3 separate regions of the Sus scrofa genome follow, and regions 1 and 2 are each linked to region 3. A link is a contact called in public Hi-C and promoter capture Hi-C data. All regions are on one chromosome and are shown on one strand. Each heading gives the region's core, a stretch centred on a gene start, on an enhancer-like site or on the middle of the called end of the contact. The rest is flanking DNA. Distances are from core to core; before and after follow the strand shown.

Evidence for each region. Promoter capture Hi-C pulls out the DNA fragments that hold promoters and counts their contacts. Hi-C and Micro-C count contacts between places; a contact is called where the count stands out from the background.
Region 1: a contact with region 3 is called in a Hi-C map of liver, with 4 times the contacts expected there. The contact joins two enhancer-like sites. A contact is called at or near these places in 1 of 5 promoter capture datasets (liver) and 8 of 47 Hi-C or Micro-C datasets (embryonic fibroblasts, epiblast stem cells, heart right ventricle and 4 more).
Region 2: a contact with region 3 is called in a promoter capture Hi-C map of liver, with 4 times the contacts expected there. The contact joins the promoter of PIR here to the enhancer-like site in region 3. A contact is called at or near these places in 1 of 5 promoter capture datasets (liver), 5 of 47 Hi-C or Micro-C datasets (brain, embryonic fibroblasts, liver and 1 more) and 2 of 2 datasets of contacts at active chromatin or transcription factors (alveolar macrophages and skeletal muscle).

What each region holds. Positions count from the first base shown.
Region 1 is chrX:12,189,196-12,192,317 of Sscrofa11.1, forward strand. The region is part of intron 5 of TMEM27 (collectrin); the gene reads right to left. Among named protein-coding and RNA genes, the nearest start is that of TMEM27, 25 kb to the right of the region's middle. Within about 2 kb of position 1,261, at least 2 of the 83 cell types and tissues checked have an H3K27ac peak or open chromatin away from gene starts, as enhancers often do. A contact at or near this core is called in liver, where this site is marked.
Region 2 is chrX:12,033,164-12,035,981 of Sscrofa11.1, forward strand. PIR (pirin) reads right to left here and starts at 1,466. Exons shown (of 10, transcript XM_005673448.3): 1 at 293-1,466.
Region 3 is chrX:12,104,621-12,107,743 of Sscrofa11.1, forward strand. ACE2 (angiotensin I converting enzyme 2) reads right to left here. Exons shown (of 18, transcript NM_001123070.1): 15 at 2,590-2,690; 16 at 917-1,033. Among named protein-coding and RNA genes, the nearest start is that of CXH4orf3, 35 kb to the right of the region's middle. Within about 2 kb of position 1,826, at least 5 of the 83 cell types and tissues checked have an H3K27ac peak or open chromatin away from gene starts, as enhancers often do. A contact at or near this core is called in liver, where this site is marked.

The DNA of each region.
Region 1 (3,122 bases), core at 11-2,510, 84 kb after region 3:
CATCTTCACAGCAGCTTCACCAGGAGTAGATTCCACCTCACGAAACCACTTTTTTGTTTCAACCATAAAAGCAATTTCTCATCTGTTAAGTTTTATCATGGGATTGCAGCAATACAGTCACATCTTCAGGCTCGATTTCTAATTCTAGTTCTCTTGCTTTTTCCATCACATCCACTGAAGCCTTGAACCCCAAGTCACCCATGAGGGTTGGAACCAACTTCTTCTAAACGCCTGTGAAATGTCGATATTTGCACCTCTACCCGTGAATCACAAATATTCTTAATGGCATCCAGAATGGTGAATCCTCTTCAGAAGGTTTTCAACAGACTTTGCCCAGGTCCATCAGAGGAACCACTGTCTATGGCACCATAGCCTTATGAAATGTATTTCTTAAATAATAAGACTTAAAAGTCTAAATTACTCCTTGATCCATGGGCTGAGAATGGATGTTGTGTTAGCAGGCATGAAGGCAACATTAGTCTTGTTACATAGCTCCATCAGAGCTCTCAGGTGACCAGGTGCACGGTCACCGGGCAGTAATATTTTGAAAGGAATCTTTTTTGGAACAGGAGGTCTCAACAGTGGGCTTAAAATATCCAGTGATCCATGTTGCAAACAGATATGCTGTCGTCCAGGCTTTGGTATTCCATTTGCAGAGCACAGGCAGAGTAGATTTAGCACAATTATTAAGGGCCCTGAGATTTTCAGAATGGTAAATGAGCACTGGCTTCAAGTTAAAGTCACCAACTGCATTAACCCCTAGCAAGAGCGTCAGCCTGTCCTTTGAAGACTGGAAGCCAGGCATTGACTTCTCTCCAGCTATGGACGTCCCAGATGGTAGCTTCTTCCAATATAAGACTGTTCTGTCTACATTGAAAATCTGTTATTTAGTGTAGCCACCTTCATGAATTATCCTCTGGTAACTTCCTTCAGCTTCTACCTTCGCACCTGCTGCTTCCCCTTGCGTTTTTATATCATGTACACAGCTTCTTTCCTCAAAACTCTGCTGGTTTCAAATTTTTCTTCTGCAGCTTCCTCACCTCTCTCAGCCTTCAAAGGATTGAAGAGAGTTACGGCCTTGCTCTGGATGAGGCCTTTGCTTAAGGGAATGCTTTAGCTGGTTTAATCTTCTATCCAGACCACTAAAACTTTCTCCACATCAGCAATAAAGCTGTTTCACTTTCTTATCATTTGTGTGTTCAGGGAAGAAGCACTTTCTATTTCCTTTGGGAATTCTCCCCTTGCATTCACAAGTGGGCTGTTCAGTGCAAGAGGCCTGGCTTTCATCCTGTCCCAGTTTTCAACGTGCGTTCCTCGCTAAGCTTAATCATTTCTAGCTTTTCATTTAAAGTGACAGACTTCTGTCTCTTCCTTTCACCCGAACACTTAGAGGCCATTGTAGGGTTATGAATTGGCCTGATTTCAATACTGCCGTGTCTCAGGGAAGAGGGAGAAAGATGGGGAATAGCAGGTTGGTGGAGCAGTCAGAACACACAATATTCATCATTAACTCTGCCATCTTATATGGGCGCGATCTGTGGAGCCCACGGTCCCCCCACTCCCCCCGCCAAATTCCAATAGTAACATCAGAGATCACTGATCACAGATCATCATGATACATATAACAATAGTGAGAAATAGTGCAAGACATAGTTTGAAATATTGCAAGAATTATCAAAATGTGACACAGAGACAGCAAGTCAGCAAATGTTGGGAAAATACTGCCAAAAGACTTGGTTGACACAGGGTTGCCACAAACTTTCAATTTATATATATAAAAAAAAATTACCTGCAAAGTACAATAAAGTGAAGTACAATAAGATGAGGTCTGCCTGTATCAGGGAGCCCACGCGCCTAGAGGGTGTTGAGGAACAGGGTTTGCTCAAGGTAAAGCAGTGACAGCTAAAGGCAGAAAGAGTATTTCTGCTCCCTTCAAACAAGATAGGGCTGAAAAGCCAAGGCCCAAGAAACAGCCAGAAAAACAACGAAGGACAGACAAATATGATTTCAAAACGGGAGAGAATTAATTATTGGGGAATTGGAACTGTCATCATAATCAGTATGGACGATTCCAGGGAGAAACAGCAGTGATGCTAGAAGGATTTTAGTGGATGTTGCAGCACAGTGAGCCTGGGGGGCTCGGGCATCAAGGACATCTGGTTTAAATCCAGGTACCGCTACTTTCTAACCATATGGCAACTGTGGACAGGTTCGTTTTTATTGGCCATGTTATAGCAAAAACAATGATAATTAGTATCTATGACAGTGTAGAAACCAGACTAAGGGCTTTGTACCTATCATCTCATCTAAATTCTATTGCAATACTATTCAGATTTTATTACTGTCCCTGTTGTTCAAATGAAGAAGCTGAGACTCAAATATGCAGAGCAACTTGTTTTCCACAATAGGACAAGACTGGTGAAAGGAAGGGACCTAGAACCCTATGCAGGCTTTGCTCAAAACACATATTTGGAGTTCCCATCGTGGCTCAGCAGTTAATGAACCTGACTAGTAGCCATGAGGACTAGGGTTCGATCCCTGGCGTTGCTCAGTGGGTTAAGGATCCGGCATTGCCGTGAGCTGTGGTGTAGGTCGCAGACATGGCTCGGATGTGCCGTTGCTGTGGCTGTGGCATAGGCTGGGAGCTGCAGCTCCAATTGGACCCCTAGCCCGGGAACCTCCATATGCCACAGGTATGGCCCTAAAAAGATAAAAACAAAAAGAACACATATGTGATTCCTATTGATGTATATGTTTTTTAATGATTTTTATTTCTTCCATTATAGTTGGTTTAGTGTTCTGTCAATATTCTACTGCACAGCAAAGTGACCCAGTCACACATATGTATGTACATTCTTTTTCTCGCATTGTCCTCCATCACGCGCCATCACAAGTGACTAGACAGAGTTCCCTGTGCTAGACAGCAGGATCTCATTGCTTATCCACTCCAAAGGTAATAGTGTGCAGAAGAACCACAAAGTGAACCAATTATTAGCTCTGACATTTCTGATTTCATTTACATTTCTATTTTCAAGATTATAATACTCATTTAGTTGAGACTTTATGAAAATGTAAAGTTTCAGCATATGGAAATGTTGCCTGAGTCCCAGTCCCTTCTGTTT
Region 2 (2,818 bases), core at 216-2,715, 72 kb before region 3:
GTGACTCAGCGCTTCGCCGCCGGCGGCCGCAGAGAGGCGAGAGCCTGTGGCTCTCGGGGGCCCGGGGCAGGGGCCACCCGCGTTGATTGACAGGCCGCCGCCGCGCCGATCCCTTCGCTCCGCCCCCCGCCGCTCCCTCGCCCCCCGCCGGCTCGGCTGCCCTGCCGCCCCGCGCCCTTCCGGCCCCCGCGGCGAGCGGCGTGCGGGGGCCCCGGGTGGGGTGGGTAGGACGGGCAGGCGTTCCGTTCAGGGCCAAGGGCCCAGCTCGACCTACTAGGAAATGTGTCTTTACCTGGAGTCCGCCGGGTAAGCAGCCCACGGAGCTTGGTTACAAGGGTTCCAATGCGCCCTCCACCACTTCCAGCTGCGTGACCTAGGGCAGGTGGCTTGGCCTCTCTGGGCCCCGGGTTCCTCCACTGTAAAATGGAGATGGCGATGATAATTCAATACAACCTGGTGGGGGCTGTGGTGAGAATTAAATGAGCTTGGCAGGTCCTGAGCGGTACACGATGGCTAGTTGCCCGCTGTTGGCCCCTTACAAAGGGGCGGGAGTTTAGAGAGTTTTCCCAGGGGCGCGTGGGGGGTGCAGAAGCCACTGCGCGGTTTCTGTTCTGTAAACACCCGAAAGCTCATTGCCTGGTTTTGAAAAAGGACCGAAAGTGCCTCCTCTAAAACAGGAGTCGGTAAAGGGCCAGATAGTAAACACCGCTTTGCAGGTGTTCTCTGTGGAGGCTGCTCCAGGGGCCTGGGCAGCAACCAAAGAGCCAGAGGCAACCTGTAAGTAAACGGGCGCAGCTGTTTCAGTACAACTTTCACTATGGTTACTGCAATTTGAATTTCACGTAACTTTTGCTTGTCATGAAGTGTTATTCTTCTTTTGATTTTTTTTTTTTTTTTAAGTTCAAGCACTTAAAAGCCTCAAAACCATTTTTGGCTCACAGGCACTACAAATTAGGTAGTGGGCCAGACTAACCCCTGCTCTGAGAGAACAGTTAGTAGAGGAATAAGGACTCCATTCCTTCTATGTGGGGCTCAAATCCCCCCTTTCCGCTTTACTTAAATGAGTCAAAGCTAAACGAGATAACACACATGAAATTGGTGCAACCGCTATGGAAAAGTATGGAGCATCCTCAAAAAACTACAAATAGAATTATCATTTGATCCAGCAATCCCACTCCTGCGCATCTATCCAGAGCAAACCATGCCTAGAAAAGACACATGTACCGGTGTGTTCACTGCAGCACTATATACAATACCCATGACATGGAAGCAACCTAAATGTCCATCGGCGGAGAAGTGGATAAAAAGATGTGGTCCATATATACAATGGAATACTAGTCAGCCATTAAAAGGAATGAACTAATGGCATTTGCAGCAACATGGATGGACCTAGAAAGTATCATGTGAAGCGCAGTCAGTCAGACAGTGGGACACAAAGTCACATGCCATCACCTATATGTGGAATCTAGAAAGGATACAATGCGCTCACTTGCAGAACAGAAACTGACTCCCAGGCTTTGAAAAACTTAGGGTTACCAAAGGAGACAGGTTGTGGAGGGAGGGATGGGCTAGGGGTTTGGGATGGAAATGTTGTAAAATTAGGTTGTGATGATAGCTGTACAACTATAAGTAAAATTCATTGAATTAAAAAAAGAAAAAAGAAAGCTGCCATGAATACAAAAAGTGCAATGAAATAATATTGCTATTTATCATCATTATACTTAGCTCTGCAGCTGTCTCCAAACAAAACAGAACCAAGGGCGCTCTGTCTGACAGGTTTTGGTTTTTAGTAAATGCTTCTGGAGTTCCCACTGTGGCACGGTGGGTTAAGAACTCAACTACAGTGGCACGGGTTCAATCTCTGGCCTGGCGCAGTGGGTTAAAGGCTCGGATTTGATTCCTGGCGCGGGAACTTCATATGCCACAGGTGCAGCCATAAAATCAAAAAAAAAAAAAAAAAAAAAAAAGCTGCTGCATCGCCTATCAAAAAGTTAACTCCTCTATCTTGAAAGTCTGTGGATTCCGCTCCTCTTCTCTCTTAAATATCTCTTAAACATATCCAGTGCTTCCCATTTTGATGGCCACCATCTATCTTCTCTGCTTAGCAGAGCATTCTCCAAGACACAGGGAAATGGCATAGCTGCCTCAAACCTTCATTGCCCTCAAGCCAAAGCCCTGCGATGTCTTGAACCCAGCCCCACACTCAGCAGGCTGACACTTGCTCAAGGACAAACACACACACACACACACACACCCTCTTTCCATTATGCTGAATTTTTTAAGCTCTAGAATGTGCATTCACCCTCTTACTGGCTTGCTGTGCCTAGAACTTTCTTTCTCCTTGATCTGGCTCATCCCCACTCCTCTTTCAGCTCTCAGTCTCCACATGACTCCCTCTAGGAAATCTGGCCTGTCTGTCCCCTCAGGTTTGGGTGAGATGTTTGATGTGGCGGTCATCCCACCTACAGGTCATTGTTTATCCTCCTTGGGGACACTGTGCCAATTCTGGGTGTGGCTCTGAAATGGCCTGGCAGCTTCTGGTTCCAGCGTCTGGGAAGCCGGCTGCTATGTAAGAAGAGCGAGGACTCTGAGAGCAGCACGCGACGTGGAAAGGTCCTGGAAGAAGAAACGCCGTGTGAGGAAGGGGCCAGAGGCCAAGGACACTGCAGTGCCAGCCATACAGACAAACAAGTCATCTGGGAAGTGGCTCCTCCTGCCACGGGTGCCCCAGCTGACGCCATGTGGACAAGGCACGAACATCCAACTTCTGGACCCAGAGGCTTGTGAGCAAATAAACACGATTGTTTTAAGCCCTTCA
Region 3 (3,123 bases), core at 576-3,075:
GTGGGGAGGCTAACCAGGGTGTGAGGAATCCTAGGCTGGCCTACCTTGTCTTCAAAAGAAGCCTACGGCAAAGTCCCCAAAGCAAAGGATGAAAACACCTGTCCACGGCCCCTCTGCCCTTAGCGTTTTCCAGACGTGCTGGCCAGGCTTTCTTCAGCCGGGACCTGCCGCCTTTGCGCGAGAGCATTCTCAGGCCATGAGATGGGGCCCTGTGTGCAGGCCGGCGATGCTGGGGAATGACTGTCACCTGTAAGCACGTCTCAACCAGTGGCTGATGGGAGTTGGTGTATAAGCACCTAGCGCGGATGGCCCAGTTCAGGTGCCTTTTCTTACGCTGGCCTCTCAGAATCCCCAGGAGGATGGAACGCTGGTTGCCCAGTGTCACCTGCTCACTTACTGCCTTCCTTCTGCTCTCTGTCTCCTCCCCGCATTCCTCCATCAGCGCCTCTTTTTTTTTTTTTTTTGCCTTTTCTAGGGCCGCTCCCACGGCATATGTAGGTTCCCAGGCTAGGGGTCTAATCGGAGCTGTAGCCACCGGCCTATGCCAGAGCCACAGCAACGCCGGATCCTTAACCCACTGAGCAAGGCCAGGGATCAAACCCGCAACCCCAAGGTTCCTAGTCGGATTCGTTAACCACTGTGCCATGACAGGAACTCCCATCAGCGTCTCTTGAGATCAGCTCCCAAACAGACTTCCAACACTCCAACCCTTGTCTAAGGACCTGCACCTGGGGAAACTCAGTTAAGACAACCCCCCTGCTACGAGATCCTCCTGGAGTTCAGACCCGCGTTTTTAAGATGAAGGACAACATGTAAATGACCCGGGACACTGCCGGGCGCCTGGGGACACGCCAACTAGTAGTTCCTGCTGCTGCGCCCCCAGCTGAGCCCCTGGCCCTGGAAAGGACGTCATTACCTGATGGCCTTTTCGACGTCACTTCTGGGAATGATGTCAGACATGTTGGCAGGTGAGGTGACAAAGAAGTTGAAGGAGATTCTTGGCTTCAAGTCACTCACCCACACGTCCTCCGCCCTGTGGAGAAACAAAGGACACAGCTTCCCCGCTGGCACAGAGGACGCTGTCCAGAGCTCCTGCTGGGGAAAGCAGCGTGGGGGAGGACCCCGGGCTGAGGGAGAGGGACACGGGCAGGGCCGGCAATGGAAGGGCCCGCCGGTCCACTCAGCCTTAACACGGCCCAAAGCACAGGAACTCATCTATGCAGGTTGAGATGGCAAGTCTTGGCACTACTGGTTCTGCCATCACATAAGAACCATAGGTTTTTTTTATTCAAGGATAGAAATATTTCAAACGGGAAGCCGCAGCAGCATCAGCAAGGAGTCAGTGGCGACCAAGGACTGTGATCAACAGCATGGTGGGCGGCAAGGGCTCGGTTCCATGGGCAGGAGTGGTGCGTTTACATCTTCCAGCTCTGCCCCTCCCAGCAAAAGACCTCGTGCCACCCCCACGCGGAGGGGGAGGCGGGGGGTTCACAGTACAATGTGGCAGGACTGCGCTCTCACGCCACCAGATGCAGCCCAGTGAAACCCAAGGCAGATCATGGGGCGCAGAGGCTTCCTCACTCAGCAGCAAAGCCGATGGCCTTGGAAGGGCTTTGAGGTGCACAGGCACCTTCTCCTCGCCTTCCCACCCCCGTGGCCCAGTCCCCACTGTCTTCTATTCGCTCCCTCGGCTCCCGCCACGCTGGCCTCCTGGCAGCTCCTCCAGCAGGTCAAGGATATTTGCTCCTCGGGATCTTTCCACCTGCTATTTTCCCAACGGAAACACTGCCCTCATTTTCTGCACCTCTGGCTCTCTCTCCTGCTTCAGCTATTTGCTCAATTATTAACAGGCCTTCTCTGACCATTTTAGTTAAAATTGAACTCTACACACAACACACACACACCAGCAGTCTCCAGCCCCCTTTCTGTTGTTTTTCTCCCTCACCCTTGTCACCATCGAATTCTACTATATTTCACCTACATGTTTTGTTGATTGTCTACAACACACACACATAAAACACACACTTTAGAATATAAGCTCAATGAGAGGAGAGGTGGAAAGAATGGGAGAGGAAAAGAGGAGAGAGGAGGGAAGGGGAGGAGAAGAGGCCAGGAGAGGCCACTGAGTAACAATGCTCGTGCCATCTACAAGTCAACTAAGCCACAATCACCCCTAAACAGAGTGGTCCACGTTCCAGGAGAGCTAAGAGGTTTAAACGTTATTAGGAAGTTTTTCTTAATTTCACTTGAAGAAAAGTTGAAGCATAATATTTTCTCCAACCCACGGGTTACTGGCTGGGGTAACTTTTTTCTTTTTCTTTTCTTTCTTTAGGGCTGCACCCGAGGCATATGGCGATTCCCGGGCTAGGTGTCGAATCAGAGCTACAGCTGCCGGCCTACACCAACACCAGATCCGAGCCGCATCTGTGACCTACCCCACAGCTCACGGCAATGCCAGATCCTTAACCCACTGAGCGAGGCCAGGGGTCGAACCTGCATCCTCGTGGTTCCTAGTTGGATTTGTTTCCACTGAGCCACGACGGGAACTCCCTGGCTGGAGTAACTTGAGGGCACAGCAAATCCACTCACCCAAATGGAATGGTCTCATTTTTGGCACTTGAAAAATAATTTCTCATGGCGTAGGCAATAGATGACCGGAACAGATACATTTCATTGTCATTCCATTCATACTGCAAGTTCAAAAGAAAAACACTGCTCAGGAGAGACTGTGGGGCACATTACAACCTGGTACTCCACCCGCATTATTTTTAAATTGTCTAATATTCCAAAGATTCTTACTCTGCATTAGTACCTCAGCATCGCGTGGAGGGCTTGCTCAACCATGGCACACGGGGGGGCCTAGCCTCGGGGTCTCTGATTCAGAAGGTCAGGGACAAGACCCAGGGACCTGCAGCTCTAACAAGCTCCCAGGTGGTGCTAACACTGCTCGTTCAGCAACCTCGCTTTGAGAACCACTGGCTTCACTGGCCCTTTCAGTTTAGTTCGATGTCAGCTGAAATAAACACCCGAGGGCAGGTTTATAGGTGGGAGTCAGGTTTATAGGTGGGAGTCAGGTTTATAGGTGGGAGTCAGGTGAGCCCTTGGTTTGGGTTACAATGTCCA